Regions from separate parts of the Pan troglodytes genome. Here region 2 is linked to region 1. Evidence: chromatin contacts called from public capture Hi-C data. All regions are on one chromosome and are shown on one strand. The core of a region is the stretch at or near the end of the contact, and the rest is flanking DNA. Distances in the headings are between cores, read along the strand shown. Region 1 overlaps MAML3 (mastermind like transcriptional coactivator 3). Region 2 has its middle 90 kb from the start of SCOC.

Region 1 (2,700 bases), core at 51-2,550:
TTAAATGCAATGTTTTTATTTTAAAAAATACAGCATAGGGCAATTATACCATGCACAAGATAAACACAGGACATATAAAGAATGTTAATTGATAATGGACTTAGAGCAGCCCGATCTAATAACAGAGCAGAATTTTTTTTGAGACAGGGTCTCACTCTGTCACCCAAGCTGGAGTGCAGTGGCACAATCACAGCTCACTGCAGCCTCAACCTCCCAGGCTCAAGCGATCCTCCCACCTCAGCCTCCTGAGTAATTGGGACTACAGGTGCACACCACCATGCCCAGCTGATTTTTTTATTTTTAGTAGAGATGAGGTCTTGCTGTTGCCCAGGCTGGTCCTGAACTGAACTCAAGCAATCCTCCCACCTCAGCCTCCCAAAGTGCTGGGATTACAGGCATGAGCCACCACGCTGAGCTCAGGGCACAATTTAAAGCTGTAAAATAGATGCTATTTTTCAATCCTCTCAGGATTTCTCAGTGACTGTATATGTAAAACCTTGTTCAAAGAATATGTCTAAAAATCTAAACTCAAGGTTCTTGTGGATGCAAGGCCCAGGGTCAGGTGGTCTTATGCCCTGATACCCCATAGGCCCTCACGGACCAGGTATGAGCCCTTCTCCTAGACTTGCTTCCTCTAAGAAGCTGGTCGTCAGCCACAATCTTTACATAAGGAGAAGTACCAATCCCAGATTTCTAAGTGTTTCTGTTTTTCTTTCTGCTTCCTTGTGTTTTTCCCTGCTCTAAGTCCTAGCCTCCTCAAACCCCACCACCGCAGCTGGGCAGGCTTCTACTCATAGGAATGGGGGCCGAGGGTGGGGAAAATGGTAGCCCTCCTCTCAGAGCCTCAGCATCACATGGTCAAACCCAGCTTCCCACAGACAGGTTCAGCAGTCGGGAAACCGGCAGAGCAGGCTGACATGGGCCCTCCCTCTCACGGCCTCTGGAAGGAAGGAAGGAAGAACATGGGGACACCAGAAAGGCAGCCTGTGGAAGGCCTCTTCTCAGGCAGTCAGCACTGATCTCTCTCAGCCCCCCTCCCAAGGCTGTGGCGGTTCTGGAGATGACGGCGGGAAGTGCCCTCGCCTTCCCTCCACAGCATGCCCTGAGCACTCAGCTTCCCTTCCCTTCTTCCTGTCTTGTAGTGGTTGCAGCAGAGAGCTCCATTTGGCAGCGTGGTGGTGCTCTTGTCTATTAACGGAAACATTGGCCTGTCTCCCAGTATAACACAAGATAGGCCTATGCATCAGTTATGCAATCTTTGCTTTGATGACTTCATCAGAAAGGGTGGGTACAATAAGAGAGAAAGGCTCGGGTTGGGGGAAACAGTAGCTCAGGAGGGGAAAAAAAATCTCCCTAGCAGCTGAAGACAGCTGAGACTGCTCCCCCTCCCTATTTTTAAATCAAGGAAAGAAAGGTAGCAAACATATGGGTAAAAAAAAACCTAATGGAGCAGCTGACAAACCACTTTCAGTCCGTGTGTCCTGACAGCGGCCACTTGCATGCCGGCAGAGGCTGTGCTCGTCTCAGTGGTGCAGGTTTCCCAGCCCTGGTGACTCAGGTCTTCTTTCCACAGAGAAGACAGTCTGTGGAGGCAATGGCAGTTTTCACCCACCTCTCGAGTTCTTGAACTCCAAAGGTCTGGCTGGTTCTGGCCATGCACTGTGGCTTCAAGCCTAAGACAGAGAAAAGCCACAGAGAGCTGGGTGGTGCCACAGAGAGCAGGCTTGTCCAGGTAGACCAAAGAATTCTTGGAAGATGGTCAGTACCCTTCCTCTGGGACTTAGGAGCTCTTTGTGGCAGCAATGTAAAGCCGACCTAGTTGCTGAACCTGTATCCAAGCCCAGTTGTGGAAGCCATGTACAGGTTTTAAAAGGGGACCTGCCACTTAAGCATGTCTGTTACACCCTCTAGAGCGTAAGGTGGGCTCAGGGAGAAATAGTCCAGGTCCCAGACATAACCTGGGCCCCTCTTAAACTCTACATTTCATTCCATAATAGTTTAGCCTTATTCTTAACAAGCTTTTAAAAATAATACTAAAAGTAATATATATTCATCATATAAAATTTGAAAAAGCATAAAAATAAAAATCCCTTATAATTCTTGTCTAACAAGACTATCCAGCGGCTAGTGTTTATAGAAACTGCTTTTTTTTTTTTTTTTAGTTTTAACACCTGAGGACATAAAGGAAAAAAAAAAAAAAAAGAAACTGCTTTCCTCCTCTGCCTTTCTTAACTATATATGGTAAGCTTTTTCCTATGTGATTAGATAGTCTAAGGAGGCATGATTTTTATTGGCTGCCTAGTATTCATGGTATGGATGTACCATAATTTATTTAATCAAGCTTCTATTGTTGTACACTAATGAACTTTTAACCAGTGTAGAATTGCTTTGGTGGTGGAATTAATCACAAGAAAGGGATCAAAAGGACTCTATAACTTACATCAAAGGCAGACGAAAAGCATAACTCTCAAAGTTGTGTTTCCATTGGAGGGACTTATGGTAACTATGTTCAAAGCACTGATAAGGACAAATGGTATTTTTGTTGCTTTTATCCCTGCAAAAAATGGCCTTGAAAGGCTGACCTTCCTGTGGCTGGTGGCATTCTCACATTTAGCACTGGACTGCCAACTTTAACCCTTTCTTTAACATTCAGCAGAGGGTCAGCTCAGGAGCTCGGAGAAGCTGTCCATTATAGGGCCA
Region 2 (2,700 bases), core at 132-2,631, 520 kb before region 1:
TGTCAGCCACAGAAAACATTTCCCTTGGCTTTGTTGTTCCAGAATGGGATTCTTTTGTCCTCAATATAATGGATATGCAGAAACAATGATAGAACAGAGATTTTTTTTCTAAAGCGATGACAAACACACTACTGCTTCCTCCCTCCCTCCCTCCTTCCGCCTTATCCCCACCCCCAAAAATAAATCATTGTTCCAAAAAAAATATCCCATTGTCTATTGTCCACGGAGATCAAGATCCGCCTAGGAACAGCTCTGGCGGCCGCCGCAGCAGCCCCGAGCAGCCGGTAGGTGGCGCACGAAGGCAGAGCAGGCGGAGCGCGGGGCCGAGCCCAGAGCGGGGGTCTCGCCGCCCCCACCCCTGCCGCCGCCGCCGCCGCCTTCCACCCCCTCCTCGCGTGCTAATTGCTGGATACTCTACTGGGACTTCGGTCAGGGAAAAAGAAAGCGGGAATGGGAGGCGGGGGTGGCGGGGGAGGTGGTGAATCCGGTTCCGAATACACAAAGCCTCCGGGGCTTCGGCGACCCAGGAGCAGGGCGCCCTCGGCCTCTTCCCCTCCTCCTCTCTCCCTGGGCGCGGGGCTGCTGCGGCCTAGCCGGCCTTGGCTCCCGCCGGAGGGACACACAGACCAGCAGGAGGAAAATGGTGACCGCGTGCACAGCCCCACGCGCCGCGGCGCCTGACGCCTGCCCGAGCCTGGGCGCCTCCCTCCCTAGCTCGCCCATCCCGGCCGCGGAGCCCGGACCCACCCCGAGCGCAGGCCCGCCCGACGGGAGTCGCCCTCCCCTCGAGGAATGCCGAGGCCCACAGGAGGATTCCTTGACCTGACCGCGGGCCCCTGAGCAGCGGGTTCTGCCCGAGCCCGAGAGCGGGAGGCCCCACCAGGGGGTGCCCGGGCCGGCGGGCGAGCCCCCTTCCCGGTGGAGCCGCGGGGCCCATGCCCTCTGTGTCGGGACTAACGCTGTCAGTTCCTGCAAAGATGAACGGCCCATGTGGTCGCCTGACCCCCCAACCTCTGCCTGGTGGAACATGATGTTAAAGAGTTCTGCTGGCCCTAAAGTCAGAAGCCTGGATTGAAACGTGAGCATGGACACCTTGGAGCTCTGTGACCTTGAGGATGTTCCTAAAGTCCCCAACTCCGCACCTCCCCAGCTATCAAATGCGGGGAATAATACTTACTTCCTAGGAATGTTGTGAGGATTTTTAAAAAGTGGTTCTTAACTTAGCAGGAAGCCTGGCATAGAGTACCTATCATTATGAACAACCCGACTCTCCTTGCAGGAGGAGGGAGAGACACAGTTTGCCGCCCTTGAGACAGACCTGGCATCGCTGTTGCAGAGACTCAGGAGTAGGGGTTCCCAGCCGAGGAAACGTGGCTCCTAACAGGAGCTCCCATCTGTCCTCCGCTGCCCCCAGCCCCCATCCTCCTCCTGCCCTGCTGCTGTGACTGTGTGGGGCACTCCCCCTCTCCCTCCGCTCCCTGGATAGACCTGTGATTTATGCCCCTTCTCTTTTGGAGAGTTCTGACAGAGCCCTATCACCCAGGCTTGGGAGGCAGACCCTGGCTCCCCCATTTGCTAGCTGGGAATTTAACCTCTGGGGCTTCAGTTCACTCCTCTATAAAATGGTGGGCCTGATACCTACTACACAGGTTTTTTGTGATGATTAAGGGAAATACTGTGTATAAATGCCTGGCATGTACTATCTCTTCAGTACATTTGAAAATTTAAATTTTACAGTTGAGATTAGGTTAGATTATCTTGCAGAAAATGATGGTGGTTCATTGGAATTTCCAGATTTCCATCGAAGGTGAACCCAGCAACTGCTAACAGCTTCTTACTCCCATCTGAGTCAGCAAGGTTATTTCCCTCCAGGAAAAGAGCAGAAATCCAGTGAGGCCGCATTCTCCCCAGAGCCTCACAGGTGTAACTCAGACACTTACTTAGGTTTAGTTGGCCATTTTAGAGCCCGAAGAGTCTCTGGGGGTGGGCCTGGCTTTAAAGTCGCATTCTAAGCCATGATTGTGTGTCTGGCTCATCAGGGCCTCCTTTCTAGCCGTCCCCACATGCACACTGCCGCCCAGCCAGAGGTGTGGTGGCTAGGGCAAGGGACTGAGCCAGCACCCACCTGAGGCAAGTAGGTCAGGAGCTGTGGACCCTTCTCTAAAAGGATACTGGAGAATTTCCGTAAGCATCGGATTTATATAGCTGTTCAGGCATTGGGCAGACTGATTCCCAGAGGCAGTGGCAGGACCAATAGGCAGCTGTGGTTGCTAGCCTCCCAGATGACCTCCAGTGACCCTTGCCTCCTGGTATTTATGTTCTTGTATATTCCCCTCCCCTATGAAGCAGGGCTAACCTGTGTGACCAAGTGAATATTGCAAAATGACAGTGTGACTTTCAAGCCCGTGAAAGGCATTGTGGCTTCCACCTTGCTGTCTCTTGCGTCATTCATTCTGGGGAAAGTCAGGCACCATGTCATGAGAACACTCAAGCAGTTGCTTGGAGTGGTCCATGTTTCAAGGAACTGAGGCCTCCACCATCAGCCAGCAGCAACTCACCAGCCATGTGAGTGAGCCTTCTAGGAAGAGGATCCTCTAATGTTAATCACACCTTCAGATGACAGCAGCCCTGGCCAACAGCTTGGCCTGGTAAAGAGACTCTGGGCCAAAATCATGCAGCTAAGCTATCCCTGAATTCCTG

What was found. Capture Hi-C pulls out chosen DNA fragments and counts their contacts.
Region 2: a capture Hi-C map of stem cell-derived neural stem cells shows a contact between it and region 1, with 5 times the contacts expected there. The contact joins two enhancer-like sites. A contact is called at or near these places in 3 of 7 Hi-C or Micro-C datasets (blood, induced pluripotent stem cells and stem cell-derived neural progenitor cells), 1 of 1 datasets of contacts at active chromatin or transcription factors (stem cell-derived excitatory neurons) and 1 of 1 other capture datasets (stem cell-derived neural stem cells).

Annotation. Positions count from the first base shown.
Region 1 is chr3:141,197,746-141,200,445 of NHGRI_mPanTro3-v2.0_pri, reverse strand. All of the region lies in intron 2 of MAML3 (mastermind like transcriptional coactivator 3), which reads left to right. LOC134809809 (a long non-coding RNA gene) reads right to left here. Exons shown (of 2, transcript XR_010156348.1): 2 at 1-1,673. Among named protein-coding and RNA genes, the nearest start is that of MGST2, 78 kb to the right of the region's middle. Within about 2 kb of position 1,300, at least 14 of the 24 cell types and tissues checked have an H3K27ac peak or open chromatin away from gene starts, as enhancers often do. A contact at or near this core is called in stem cell-derived neural stem cells, where this site is marked.
Region 2 is chr3:141,712,867-141,715,566 of NHGRI_mPanTro3-v2.0_pri, reverse strand. No RefSeq gene overlaps it. Among named protein-coding and RNA genes, the nearest start is that of SCOC, 90 kb to the left of the region's middle. Within about 2 kb of position 1,381, at least 13 of the 24 cell types and tissues checked have an H3K27ac peak or open chromatin away from gene starts, as enhancers often do. A contact at or near this core is called in stem cell-derived neural stem cells, where this site is marked.